2 separate regions of the Sus scrofa genome follow, and region 1 is linked to region 2. The links are chromatin contacts, called in public promoter capture Hi-C maps. All regions are on one chromosome and are shown on one strand. The core of a region is the stretch at or near the end of the contact, and the rest is flanking DNA. Distances in the headings are between cores, read along the strand shown.

Region 1 (7,580 bases), core at 2,774-5,273, 1.2 Mb after region 2:
CAACAGGATGAGTGGCATTTCTGAAGCACTGGGATGCAGGTTCCAACTCTGGCATCGTTGCTGCAGCTGTGCCTCAGTTTGCAACTGTGGCTCAGATCTGATCCCTGGTCTTGGAACTCCACATGCCAAGGGGTGGCCAAAAAAGAAAAGAAAAACAAAAAACAAAACAATTTTCCACCTATGATTCTGAACTAACTCAAACTATCAATCACAGTAGAACTAGAACAAAGCTAGTCTTAGAAATACTAGGCCTCCATATATCCTTACAACTGTGTATCCTTTCTCTGGAATCAATTGAAGGAAGCCATCTAGCAAGTGAGGGAACTGTTCAGTTTAAGAAAAATACTCATTCTGTTGTTGTATCCACTTGTCCTAGATGTCAATGACATACAGTGGGTTGATGGTATTGTTGAACTCAGCCATGTCCTTACGGATTTTCTGCCTGCTGTATCTATTTGTTAGAGAATTCTTGAAGTCACCAACTGTAATAGTGGATTCATTTCTTTCTCCTTGCAGTTCTGTCAATTTTTGTCTCACACATTTTGACGCTCTGTTTTTAGGCATATACACATTAGAGATTGTTGTGTTTTCTTGACAAATTTAATTTTTACCATCATGCAGTGCTCTTTCTTATCCCTGATAATTATTTTTTGGCCTGAAGACTGCTCTGTCTGAAATTACTGTAGCTTCTCCTGCTTTCTTTTGATTAGTGTTAGCATAGTATAGCTTTCTCCAACCCTATCCCCTTGTTAGACCTACACCACAGCTCATGGCAATGCCAGATTCTTAACCCACTGAGCAAGGCCAGGGATCGAACCCACAACCTCATGGTTCCTAGTCGGATTCGTTTCCCCTGAGCCACGATGAGAACTCTCCATCCCTTTACTTTTAATCCATATGCGCTTTTCTATTTAAAGTGGATTTCTTGTGGACTGGTAGAACTACAGGAGGTAAGAACTATAGGAGGCAAGACTCACAAGTGTAAGCTCTCACCTTCCCCCTGCACCCTCTCCCCAAGGGATTTTTTTTTTGGGGGGGGGGGAGTCTTTTTAGGGCCGAACCCATGGCATATGGAAGTTCCCAGGTTAGGGGTCAAATTGGAGCTACAGCTGCCAGCCTATGCCATAGTCACAGCAATGCGGGTTCCAAACTGTGTCTGTGACCTACACCATGGCTCATGGCAATGTGGGATCCTTAATCCACTGAGCTAGGGCAGGAATCAAACTTGCATGTTCACAGATACTAGTTGGGTTCTCAATCTACTGATCGAAGAAGGGAACTCCCTGAGGTTTTATATTCAGGCTTGTCCACACTGAGCCTCCACCTTCTCATCAATTATAGTCCAGGTTTTCCTAATCCAGTACTGGTTCCATGGGGTTTTCTGCTAGTGTGTTTCTGCTCTGGTAAGCTGTGCTCCTCTGTATTGGCTTGTCTGTCCCATTTTTGGAGCAATGATCTCACTTCTCTGATGGACCTAAGAAGAGCTTATTTTTCAGTTTCTTTGAATTTTATTTGTTATCAGGACCTAGTGGTAGCTTCCAAGCCACATGCCAGACTGGAAATGGAAACAGTTCAATTTCTACTTTTGAAATATGATATGTATTTTAAACCGCAAATCTTGGTCTCTCTCTCTCATTCTCTAATGCGTGTTCGCACACACACACACACACACACACACACACACGCACGCACGCACGCACACACCCACTAATTGGGTTGTTGTCGTTGGGTTTTTTTTGGCCACACCAGCGGCATGGGAGTGCCTGGGCCAGTGACTGAATCCAAGCCACAGCAGTGACCTGTGTACAGCTGCAGCAATGCTGGATTCTTAACCTGCTGTGCCACAGTGGAAACTCTCCACTAACTGTTTTTTTAATCCTGATTATTTCCCTGTCTTAAATTTTGCATTCCACAGTTTTGGCATTGCAACCATGTTTTAAGTTTTCAAGTAGATGAGACAAAGGCTATCTTCATTAGGTAATTCTAACCCTTGATTATGGAGCCATTTTTTTTATTCACTCATGATAAAATAGCAGATAGAGAATATTGGATAGCCTATGTTTTCTGTTCCAACTCAAGAGAAACGTATGTGAGATAAGGTTTATGTTAATAAAATCTGGACTAATTTCGATAAAATCTCTCCTGTAGTCAGTATGGGTCATTCATTTGGCAAACATTTATCAAACACCAGCTATTTGCAGGATAGAAGATACTGGGGATACAAAAGCTAACAAAATGTTATTTTTATTTTAATTTAAGGCATAGAGGGTGAGGCATGTAAGGAAGACAGTTAATGAGTGCTCTGATAGAGGTATGTACAAGGTCCAGTGGGAGTGTAATGACAGCCAGTCTCTAATCTGGTAGCAGTCCACCTAGCTTTAACCTATGAACCCTTTATGATCCCATGAACCTATGCTGTGTTGGACAAACCCAGTTGGTTTGCATTCACACTAATTTATCCTCCCTATTTATCCTCTTCTCTCCTAAGTGGTCATCCTGCAGACAAACTTGTCACCCTTGGAAACATTTTGTGCACCAAACAGAAGGATATTTTTAAAATGGAAATCAGATCAAGGTACTTATATACCTAAAGCTCCCCAGCAATTTATCATCATATTAGAATAAAAGTTAAACTCCTTGCCAGGGATCCCATGCAACCTTTCCTTGCCCACCTCTGACATTCTCTCAAAACTCACTGTTATTTATTGTACTTCAGCCACATTGACTTTTTTTCTGTTCCTTCAACACACAAAGTTCCTGTGAGCAGCTGGGATCTTTGTACTGTCTGAAACACTCTGCCCACAAACTCTTACATAGCTATTGTTCAGATTTCAACTTAAATGTCAGTTCCTCAGCTTGGCCTTCTCTGATCAGTCAGTCTCCAATCTGAGAAGACTTCCCCATCTTCAAATACTATAACTGCCTGTCACAGATATTTATGGATGGATGTATGTATGATCGCATGTGTGTATGTGTCTGTCTCCCCCACTGTAAAATAACTACAGGAATGTAGGGATTTTTTTTTTCTTTTTTACTCATTCTTTATCTCTAAGTTCCAGTACCTGGCATATACTAGCTGCTCAGAAAATACTGGTTGAATAAATATATGACTTTGATATATTGTTCATAGAGCTTATAACCCTGTGAAATGATCTTTTCTCCATATTTAGTTGCTAATTTATTACCTAATCCTCCCACCTACCCACCGGATAAGAGCAGCATTTTCTCTGCCTTACTCATCTCTGTATCTCTGGAGTTTAGAGCAGTTCTTGGACTATAATAGGGGTGGAGTCGGTAAATAAGTGTTAAGTGAATAGATGACAACACATTCAGTTTTTAAAGAAGCTAAATTCTAGAGTGGAAACATTGTCGTAACAGAGAATAAGCAAGAGATTGTGAAATCTCCAGAGAAACTGGATCAGAAAGGACAAGTCTCAACTGCCAAGCCAAGAGTGTTGAAGTTAGATGTGAAATTTGAGATTAAAAAAACCTCTTACCATTCCCAAGTCAGGGGATCCCCCAGGTCTAGAGTGTAGTCTAAAGAAAATTTAGGGAGTTCCTGTTGCGGCTCAGCAGAAACCAACCCGACTGGTATCCTGAGCATGCTGGTTCCATCCCTGCCTGGCTCAGTGGGTTAAGGATCCTGCGTTTCGAGAGCTGCAGTGTAAGTCCCAGACTGAGCTTGGATCTGGCCTCGCTGTGACTGTGGTGTAGGCCACAGCAGCACTCCAATTGACCCCTAGCCAGGGAACTTCCATACTCTGTGGGTGCAGCCCTAAAAAGACAAAAAGAAAACTTAGCGCATACCAGAGAAATTATACGGGGCATCCAGAAGATTACAAGCGTTCAGAAAATACTCCTTAATCAGATTTAGGATAGAAAGCCCACCCACTTCTTTGATAGGTATTCAAACTTCAGAACTACATTTCCCAGCATGCATCAGAATTATGGCTGTAGTTTTTTTTAAAGGACTACAACTCCCGGCATGCCGCACCCCGGGGAGGTGAACTACTCGCCCCGACAGGCCGGAGCAAGGGCCTATCAGGGGCGGGGCGGGGCGAGGCCCGGCTGCTTCTGGGCCCCAGAGCGGGTTTGACGGAAGGAGAGGCGCGGCAACGGCGGCGGCCGAGAAGGAGGAGGAGGATGGAGGCGGTGGTGTTCGTTTTCTCGCTCCTCGACTGTTGCGCGCTCATCTTCCTCTCGGTGTACTTCGTATCCTTGCCTAAGGCAGGCGGAGGCCGGCATAGGGCCCTCCGCCCAAGGGGCGGGCTGGGGTTGGGTCCGGATGGGGGACAGGGCAGGTGCGTGGTAGTGCAAGAGGCGGCCGCGCGGTACCCCCGGCGCTGGCTCGGCCCGCGGTGACCGATGTGGTGAGCCTGGGCGGGAGGAGGGCCTCGGCTGCTGTGCTTGGGCCGCTGGCCGCCCCTCCCCCGGGGGTCTGAGCAGGCCTTCCTCTTGAAGCGCCCGGCCTGGCCTGCCCGCCTCTGCTCGTCCCCAAGACGCCGGGACGCGCTGTGCCCAGCCTGGGGGCCTGGCACTTGGCCTGGGTTTGCTGCTCTCAGGGGAGAGGGGTCGCGGTTTTCCTCCTTTTTTGGCGCTCGAGAGTTAAAAGGGTCGCGGATTTTCTTGCAGTTCCCCTGGGCCAGGCCCTTCGAGGGATTCCCGGGGTCCCGAGAGCGGCGGCCCACGACCTACATCCCGGGGCGGTCGCTCGTGAACAGTCTCGCGCTGAGCCCGGTGGAGGCTATTTGCCGCCTCTTGTCATTCTCGGGGCGACACCCCGCGCTGTCCGCCCCTTTGTTCTCTCGGGTATTGAAACTTGTAGGGGCCTTTCACGTCCAGGAGTTGACTCATTCATTTCAAAAACGAGTGAAAATGTTTTCTTCACGACGCCGTTTCGTAGGCAGTTGTTGGGAAGGGCTTGTTGTAAGAACCACCTGCAGGTGATTTTTTTGGATACCCCTGTCGGTTGCACATCTGTGAATTGAGTAACTATACGCGAGATTTAGTTCTCAGTCATTTCTCAACTTTTATTCTTTTCCGTATCGGTACATGTTTGAAACTTCCGTATTTTGTATAGCTGTTCACGCTACAGTATTCAGACTGTATTTTCCAGGGCAGTAAATAGTCGTTGAAGTTAGCACTCTGGAAGATGTGGAGACTAAACTCTTCCCTATTCTTGAGGGAGCATCTAGGCTTCGTTGTCGCCCAGTGATATAATGCACAATCCAAGTGTAAGCTAGAAAAAAAAAATGAGATAATCTGCTTTTAATTTTTTTCCCTTGTAAATTGCAAGGGACCCTTTCTGACAGAATTAAACTTTTTGTTTGCCAGAGCATTTTGGCTTTAGGTTGATGGTACAGAGTATGTTTTCAGTGTGGCTTCATGCTTTGTTATGGATAGGCAACCTGTCCAAGTGGGAAGGACAGAATTCGGAATCGGGGCTCCTTAGTTATTTGCTATGCACAATACTTCACCTCTCTAAGCCTCAGTTTTCTCTTTATTTTTGTCTGTTTTTTTAAGCCGCAGTTTCTTTCTTTCTTTCTTTTTTTTTTTTAACTTTTTAGGGCTGAACCCTCAGGTTCCCAGGCTAGGAGTCTGATGGGAGCTGTAGCTGCAGGTGTACACCACAGCCTCAGCAATGCAAGATCTGAGCTGAATCTGCAGCCTATACCACAGCTCACGGCAATGCTGGATCCTTAACCTACTGAGTGAGGCCAGGGATCCAACCCAAATCCTCATGGATACTAGTTGGATTTGTTTCCACTGAGCCACAATGGGAACTCCTAAGCCTCAGTTTTCTTATCTTTAAAATGGGGAGAGGAGTCTTTGGTAGCTGTTTGGGTTAGAATCCACTGTTGTCACTGCTGTGGCTTGGGTCACTGCTGTGGTGCAGGTTCAGTCCTGGCCTGGGAACTTCTGCATGCCATGGGCGTAACAAAAAAATAAAATGGGAGGAATGTTTACTTCTCAGATGTATGTGTGCACAATGAGAGCGTGTTAAGCACCTAGCAGCCCAAAACCTGCCCCATGACTGATGTTTAGTAAATACTGCTCTGCCTTCTTCCTCCCTCACCCCTACTGAGCAGCAGTTTTTACTTTAACTGACGATTTGTAATGAGGAGAACTGCATTTTTGGGGCTTGGCAAACAGACTGAAAGGGCAGCATTGTTTAGAACATTTTGATGACCTAACTCCCTTTTGTGGCATAAGGAACCGAGCTTAAATTTGGAGAAATGAAACTTAGATTTCTCTTACTGCAGTTTGGAAAACTAGGCTCGATAATTTAAAAAGCCTTGGTTTATACCAATTTATGTACATAGACACAGGTGGAATATTAGACTCAGACGTTAAGTTACATTTAGGGTGTGTTTTGATGAACACATTACTGTATTTTGGAATAGTTGCACTAGCTTAATATTAGAGCCAAGAGGTGGAAAATCATCAGGGTATACATTCTGTAAGGATAAGAGTTTTCATGGACTTTGAACTGGGAAGAAAACGTGTAGAGAAGGAAAAGGGTGGATATTTAAAATCAGATTCAGGAAAGAGCAAAGCTGCAGACAGGTGTGTTCATGGCATTTCTGGTGATGGAGGAATAGGCCATCTGGAGCACTTGGTTGATTTGGCCGGCAGCAGAAGGGCAGGTTTGGAAAGGCTGGATTCGATTAGATGTTGGAGGGTTTGAATGTTAGGGCAAGGAGGGCTTTCACTTTTATTCTCTAGGCAGTAGGGAGCCATTGAAGCATTTTGACATAAAACAAAGTGATGTATTAGGAAGATAAGCCTGCAGAGTGGGTTGGAAACAGAAAAGATTGGAAGGTAAGAAACCATCAGGGAATGGGTTCATCTGGGTTTTGAAATGGGTCGCTAATTGTGGGCAGGTGAAAGAAGGAATTAATGTAAGTGGTGCTAGAAAGAAATGATTGATAGGACCTGGTAGTGATTGATGATGAGATAGGAAGCATAAGGTAGAAATAACTTCCCATATTTTGAGCTGGGGCAAATGATGTTTGTGTCGTTAACAGAAGTAAAATAAACTAGAGGTGGAACAGTTTGTGGAGAAAGTGGTGATTTTTGCCTTTAGCTGTGTTGAAGTGATAAGGGGAATAGCCATACAGAAATGTTTAGAATTTAGTTGAGAACATTTACTTTTATCTTTTTTGTTGAATTTTTTCCATGGCATGTGGAATTTCCCAGGCCAGGGATCGACCCCGTGCCACAGCAGTGACAGCACCAGATCCTTAACCCCCTGCACCACTAGGAAACTCTGAGGACTTTTCCTCTTATGTCTGTCTGTCCCTAACATGTGACCATGCTAAATTTTATAGTTTTGAATCCTATTTTTTTCATATCTTAGGTCTTCAAAGATATTTTATGGATATATCATAAATAAACCATATTCTACTTTTAGGGATGTATATTTATAACATTTAAACTTTTTTTTTTTTGCCTTTACTAGGGCCACTCCTTCAGCATATGGAGGTTCCCAGGCTAGGGGTCTAATCAGAGCTGTAGCCACCGGCCCACGCCAGAGCCAAAGCAATGCGGGATCCGAGCCACATCTGCGACCTACACCA
Region 2 (7,616 bases), core at 4,465-6,964:
ACCAAATTGTACAACTTTACAATGATAAATTTCATGTTATGTGACATTTATCTTAATTTTAAAAATGTGCAGGGGGTAAAAACTCAAAGATTGAAAGGGTTTTTTTGGGTTTTTTTTGTTTTTTTTTTTTTTTGGTGAAACATTTTTGTAACAGGCACAAGAACTTGGAACTATAATTCCCACGCAAACGACACAATTCTGGGGATTGGAGGCAGAGGTAGAGAGGGTGCCGTGTGCTGGGTTTCCCATCAAGTTTCCAAGAAGTCTTTCTCTCCTCCACAAGAGTGTCTTTCAAGATCAGCTGTAAAGTCCATTGTACCTGATGGCCCTTCCCAGTCTGTGGAGAGTTTGCATCCTCCTTTTACCACAAAGCGAGAAAAATCCTAACGCTGGCCAGCACAGCGCCACCGTGGGTCAAGGTTCCCCCACAAACTGGAAACTCCGTAATGTTTTTCCTAAAATGTCATTCAGAGACCCACTCTTTGTGGATTTTATACGGGAGCACAATTCGAAACAGAGCTGTTGTCCTTGTTCTGCACGTGGTGTCCTTTCAAACTCTGGCTGTGGCCTACCCTCTACAGAGAGGTCTCTTTAGGAATCACAGTCGGCACTTACAGGGTCAGCGACACATCCCTGAACTCAGGGAAGCTGCAGTGTGGCCCAGCTTATCCCAATGGTTCTCCACGCAATATGCCAATAGTGACATTAAGTTAGGCCGCACCACCATCAGAAGAAAGGGTATATATATATAGCTCTACGCTCCTGCTCAAATGCCAACAGGCAGTGGACAAGGATGCTAAATGCAAAGAGAATCCTGTTTTCAAAATTATGCAACAGACTGAAAATTATGTGCATACCATGTATCTTACCTGATAAAGGACCTATGTCCAGAATATACAATGAACCCCTATAACTCAACAGGGAAAAGACAATTTTGAAATGGGGGAGAGGTTTGAGGAGCAATTTTACAAACAAGATTCAGAAGGAAAATCAACAAGAAGAGGCGCTCGCCAGCATCAGCTGGAAAGGCACAGAGAGGTATGGCTGCAATCAGAGACACACAGAAACCACTGCCGCCAGGATGGAGAAAAACAGCAGCGCTCACATATTGCTGTGGAAACACTGCATTATGGTACACCCCGTCTGGACAACCATTTGGCAGTTTCTCTTCTAAAATGACACATAAATTTACCACATGAGCCAGCAATTCCACTCCCGGGTATCTACCTAAGAATGAAAATATATGTGGCACAAAGACTTACACATGAATGTTCATAGCAGCGTTAACGGTGATGCTTTCAAACTGCAGAAACAGCCCATCAAGCAGTGAATGGCACACAGCAGGCGAAGTACACATACGGTGTGCGGCTACGCAGCAACAACAAGGAACCAAGGCCTGATAATGGGCCACATGGGTGAACCTCAAGGACACTGTGCCACACGAAAGGAGTCACATACAAAAGATCACACATCACATGATTCAACTTACATGTCCAGGAAGGAGCTTCAGAGACAGAATATAAACGAATGGCTACCTGGGGCCGGAGGGGGAATATGGAATGACTGCAAATGGGAATGAGAGATCTTTTAGGGGCGACGGAAATGCCCTAAAACTGACTGTGGTGATGGTTGCACAATGTGGTAGATTTACTAAAAATTCATTGAATTGTACACATAAATGGGTGAATTTCATTGCATAGAAATTACACCTTATCTTTTAAAACTTCTTTTAAACTAGGCAGGAGAAAAAATGAATTTTCTAAACCCATAAATTGCTGCACCTGAGACAAACAGACAGCAATCTGTCCACGGAGGGAAAATCCACATGCTATTAGTAATGGTGAGAAAGCTATTAAATATTCTTCCCTAGAGAATAAGCTCAGCTTACAACGGTGCCTACAGGTAGTACAGGACTATTCCCAAGGGGGAATTTTAAATATATTTAAAGCACATAAACAAGGGCCTCACAGAAACCCCACAGCAACCCACGACAGAAACCAGGGCTTCTCAAACTATCTAGAGTGAAGGACTAGTTTTTTTCCTCCAATCTGTTCCAGGCTAATACTTTTATAAAATACAATAAAAACTACTGTGAAGGTGTCATATTGCTATAGAATTTCCAAATCTTAAAGCCCAATTTCTTTACTTATCTTCTTGCAGAGGAGTAACAATTTTCAGACCAGCAAAGACCCGGGACGACGCTTTGAGAAGCGCTGATATAAGGCAGAGTGAGGCTGATGATTAACAAGTGTCACCCGATCTTCAAACTCACCCATTCATCTCACCAGTATCTACTGAGCATCTGTGGGCTGGATTAACACCTCAGGACCGATCCTGTGAAGAGCCGATTCTGGGCAGCAGTGTCTGTACTGCTCTAGAGAGGGCAGGAGGCTGCACCCCCAATGCTCAGAGAGGTGGCCTGCTAGATGGAGTTGTTTTTAAGAGGCCATGCATAATTTTCCTTCCTTCCATTTTTAATGGTTGCACCTGCAGCATATGGAGGTTCCCAGGCTAGGGGTCCAACATGAGCTACAGCTGCCGGCCTACAGCACAGCAATGTGGGATCCGAGCCCCATCTGCAACCTGCACCACAGCTCAGAGAAAGGACAGAGGCCTTAGGGTGGAAGCGCTTCCGGAAACGGAAACGGCGGGAGCAGGGCACTTGCTCTTGGCACCCTTCTGCAGCAGCAACACCCGGGGGCTCCAAAGCCCGCCAGAGACTCAGCGCTTTGAGGGCGGAAATCAAATCGTCCTCATTTCTGCCTGCCCAGCTCTCACTTGCTGAGGGATGACACTGGAAGTTGTTCTTACCTTATGATGAATACAGACATGTTCACTGCCTCCCCAACGTCCCCATCCCGTGATCCACTCCCGCAGGATGACTGTAAAGACACCGCTGCCTCCCCGCTGAGAAAGACCCGTTCTCCAGACTCCTCCTCCTCTCTCAATTATCCAGTCAGGGGTGAAACAGGAGTGAAATCCTGTCCATTCTTTTTCACATCACTTGGTGGCCCCCAAATGGTCTCCCGTTCTGCAGCCTTTCTCACAGACAATTCAAAAACAAAACAAAAAAACACTTGGCATTTCCACTGCGGTGCAGGGGTTAAGGATCCAGCGTTGTCTCTGCAGCCGACCGCAGCCTGCACAGAAGGTTGGGGATTCCGAGCTGCTGCAGCTGTGGCTCAGATTTGATCCCTGGCCTGGGAACTTGCCTTTCATTTTTGAGTATGTTAATTTTACTTATTTGTTTTTCTTTTTAGGCCGCACCTGCGGCATATGGAAGTTCCCAGTCTAGGGGTTTAAACAGAGCTACAGCTGCCAGCCTACACCACAGCCACAGCAATGTCAGATCTGAGCTGTGTCTTCCACCTGCGACGAAGCTCACGGCAACACCAGATCCTTAACCCACTGAGCAGGTCCAGGAATCGACCTTGCATCTCATGGATACTAGCTGGGTTCATTACCAGCCGAGCCACAACGGGAACTCCCTGAATATGTTAATTTTAAAGTCAACCTCATTTTACATATAGCCTGTACGTCCACGAAGTTTAAGCCAATCATTATATACTTCTCCTCAAATTTGATGCAGGTGGTTTACATAATAATTTGAGAACTACTCTGAATCAGGCAGTTCCAAATTTAGTAACTGAGGTTCAACAATGGATTTGTCCAAGCCTATTACTCTCTTATTGAGATGTTTCTAGAAATTCCAGCTAAACAGCTTGCATATTCAATTTTCCTTTGTAATTTCAATTGGACATGGTATTCTTTCCATTGGGAGGGCTGCTGCTGAGCGCCAACAGCTGTGAAATCCCGCCCCTTCACACGTGAGAGGCCGCTTTAGATTTCAGGATTTGCTGGTTAACACACACAACAAGTACAGAGATGCTCCCTGCCTAACTGGCTACGGTCTGGAAGGATCCTTCTCTATGATGAAGGACATTTAATTGGTTCAATTTACTTCCACCTCGTAAATAAAATGTCTTATACATCCACAGTAGAGCTGCCAGAATTTGGAACTTAATAACAACAAAAAAAAACCCCAGACTTCAGTGGTATAGTTCTGTGACCCTAGGTAATCCTATTAGCCTGAGCTTTCAGTTTCCTCATTTGCAAAATAGGAATAATATTATTATCCTCCCTGAGCCTTCGCAAGAGCAAGTGAAATCAACTGAAGTGTAAAACAAACGCCAGCAGTTGTTACACAAGGCAAAAGTTCCCAGAGTACGATGGGTTGCAGGGCTTTTTAAACCTACAGGCAATTCCAAGGCAGTAAGATGAGGTGGAACTGATTTTAAATTATCTTTAGCGGTCCGATTAACTACTGTAGACAACTACTGCAAAGAATAAAGGGTTGAGATCTTCCAAGCACTACTCCTGTATTCTTTCCAAAAAACACTGGGCGGGGGAAGATTTTACTACATGGTTTTAAACGATAACTTTCTTTAAAACTGAGAAGTAATTGATGGCAACAGTTTGCAAACAATAGCAATTTAGCAGGCAGTTCTTATTTTCAGCGAAATGTGCTAGAAAAGGGCAACGTTTTATGCATACGCAAACTTTCTCTTTTAATTTTAAAAACATCCCTTAAGTTTTGGGAGGCAACCAGAAAGGGAAAGAAGTTGGATTTCGGTGGATCAAAGAACCTGGTGCTCGCGTGTACCCTACGGCTACACATCATACACAGGAAAAGGAGGAGGGACCCAAAGAGGGAGTGGTGGCTCCTGCGCGTAGTCTATTAATTCACATTTTGCTCTCTTCTGTTCACATCCTGCGCGGACTCCACCCAGAGCCACCGAGCGAGGGGGCGGGTGGGACTGACACCGCCCAGCAAATAACAGTCCCAGAAACCGAAACAGAATCGAGGTGAATTGGGAAAACACGGCTCACCAGAAAGAGGGGTGGAGAAGGGGCGCGAGAGGGGACCTTCCTCCCAGCTGATGAGACACCTCCCGCCTCGCTGCTTCCTGGGGACACCCCCTCGGTCCGCCGCCAGCAGTGCCCGTCTGTCCCACCCACGCGAGGAGGCGGGCACGGTACGCGGAGCAAGGCCCCTCACACGAGTATTCCACAGAGACTCCCAGAGAAGCCGAGGGGCGGCCACCCGGAGAAGCGGAAAAAAGCAGGAAAGGGAACTGGCTGCAGAGCGGGGATCCGCGAGACGGTGGAAGGAACTAAGGACTGGCCCTCAGGGCCGGCGCCCGGCAAAGAAGGGCTACCTGTTGCACGGAACTGGCCCTGCGGAGGCGGAGGGCGGACCGCCGTCCCCGGGGCCAGGGCTGCGGGGCCCCGCCCTGCGAAGCCCAGGCTGCAGAAAGTGCGGAGAGACGCCGCCAGGGGAAGGGGCGGCCGCCGAGCCCGCCCGGGCCGCTCCGCCGCGGGGCACTCACATCTGATATTCGTCTATCGCCTCCACCAGCTGGCCCCAGGAGTCGAAGTCGGCGCCTCGCCTGAAGCTGGCGCCCCAGCGCTGCAGCAGGCTCCGGGTCACCTCCGACATGGCCGGTGCCCACCCCGTCCCCTCCCGCCCCTGCCCCAGCAAGGCCGGGCTCTAGGGCGCCATCCTCCCCGGGCCTGGCCCCGACATTAACAGGGCCGGGAGGAACCGCTACGGCCACCGCCGCCACCCGCCAAGGAGCCGCCCAAGCCCATTTGCCGCCACAGCCAAACTTTGCGGCTCTGAGGAGGCCGCCCCGCCGAGGCCCCGCCTCCGAGGCCCCGCCCCCGCGTTAGGTTGAGGCCGCCCCGCGCCCCCGAGCGGCAGCCATTGCTATCGTGGCATTCTTGCTGCGCTCGGGAGGCTCTGCTAGCTCCGCTCTTCGTCTCTGGAGGAGAGACCGAGCTCAAGAGGAACGCCCTTAGAGGAGTATCTAAGAAATGGATGAGGAACTGAGTGTCGTAAGGGGGCTGCCCCAATGCGGCCGTCCCCGCCCCTAAGCACCGTGCTACTGCCGCCTCGGTAGCTGTCATGGCTGTCGTGCCACGTGACCCAGCTCGCGCAGGCCTGGTTTCCCGTCGCTCTAGTTCGGTAGTCCCGACTCCCACCCCTTTTCGTTTTAGGACTCGGATATTGCCTTTCTTCCCTCAGAAGGGCTACTGTGCAGACTCCGAGAGATCCGGTAAGTTTGTCATGAGGATGGATGTTGCCAGTGCTATCCCTACCCCTGTTGTCTCCACGGAGTCCCAACCTATAGGATCACCTCCTTTTACACCATCTCTACAGACTCCCGGATTGTGGTCCCCAAAGTATCCTTGAAACAAATGAGAAAAAATCCGTACTGGTCCCGCTAATCAATGCTATAAACATCTAGGTTTGCCGAATCCTGTTGTCCGCGTTTCCACTAACACGGGGATCTTACAAGCTAAATGGGGGGTTGCCTAATCGCCTTCTGCTTGCCTCTTTCGGGTAGATAGTATCGGCTTTCCACAAAAATGTCTGCTCAGGCAGGGCACGCTAGGGTGTGCGCCTGCGCAACTCCTACGTTAAGGCGGAAGGGGCACCGGAGGAAGAGGCTGGGTGGTAAACAGGAAGTGGAGGTTCCGAGCCTCGGGGGCGGCACTGAGGTAGGTTCCTCGGGAGACCCAGGGTCTCCTGAGTGGGTGGACCCGTATCAGTAATCGGATTCCTCGGGAAGAGGCGGGTTAGGTGGCAGCCTCGATCCGACTCTTGTGCTGGTGGCTGTAGAGGCTCCGTCACACCTGCAGGTGGGTGTGTCGTCCTTCCACCCACCCTCGGAAAGGTCGAACACTGGAGTCGGATCTCTGACCCCGAGGGATCCGACGGGGCGGAGAGCACGGTACCCACCCCTGCGTTGCTGAGGTTAAGATTTTCAGAACTTCAGACATCCTCATCCAGGACATGGGAGGTCGCCTTCAAAGAGTACTTGTAGAAAATTTGTTGTCACAATCAAGAGTATTGTGTGCCATTATCACTAGAAGGCTTGGTTTTATGTGCGCAGAGATGGTGTATTAGTTTACTTAGGTGATAAAGGAAGTTTATATGGATATTGTTTAGAAGGTTATATGTTTTTGAAGAACCTTAAACGTTTTGAGTCGTAAATGAACTTGCTCAATTTTTCGTTGAATACGCAATGCATTTTCTCTTTCTTAAGTACCTGGTGCTCTCCAAAACCGGTTTCGCTTTGAATAAATATGGTAAGGGAGATGTTTAAAGTAGGTATTTTGGAGTTTCCGTCCTGGTCAGCGGTAACAACCGGGTGCATGAGGACGTGGATTTGATCCCTGGCCTCGCTGAGTGGGTCAAAGATCCAGCGTTGCCATGAGTTGTAGTGTAGGTCACAGCCCTGGATCTGCTGTTGCTGTGGCTGTGGTGTAGGCCGGCAGCTACAGCTCCTATTGGAACCCTAGCCTGGAAACTTCCATATGCCACAGCTGCAGCCCTAAAAAAAGACATAAATAAATAAATGAATAAAGTAGGTATTTTTTACACCGTGCAGCCTTTTCCCAGTAAGAAAAGTCAATGAACGACATTGTATAATGCCTTCAGATTTCTAGGCTCTTACTTGCTGGAATCCACTCGCCATGTTTAAATCTTCAGTTAGACTGTCCTGTATTATCTTCTTTGTCTACCCAAAGACTTTAAACAAGTGACATAC

Evidence for each region. Promoter capture Hi-C pulls out the DNA fragments that hold promoters and counts their contacts.
Region 1: a contact with region 2 is called in a promoter capture Hi-C map of liver, with 9 times the contacts expected there. The contact joins the promoter of CNIH4 here to the promoter of AIDA in region 2. A contact is called at or near these places in 1 of 5 promoter capture datasets (liver) and 1 of 2 datasets of contacts at active chromatin or transcription factors (alveolar macrophages).

The regions. Positions count from the first base shown.
Region 1 is chr10:12,684,810-12,692,389 of Sscrofa11.1, forward strand. CNIH4 (protein cornichon homolog 4) reads left to right here and starts at 4,024. Exons shown (of 5, transcript XM_021064385.1): 1 at 4,024-4,212. The coding sequence starts at 4,144.
Region 2 is chr10:11,461,135-11,468,750 of Sscrofa11.1, forward strand. AIDA (axin interactor, dorsalization-associated protein) reads right to left here and starts at 5,715. Exons shown (of 10, transcript XM_003130513.6): 1 at 5,391-5,715. The coding sequence starts at 5,500. It overlaps BROX (BRO1 domain-containing protein BROX), which reads left to right and starts at 5,039. Exons shown (of 13, transcript XM_013980031.2): 1 at 5,039-6,119.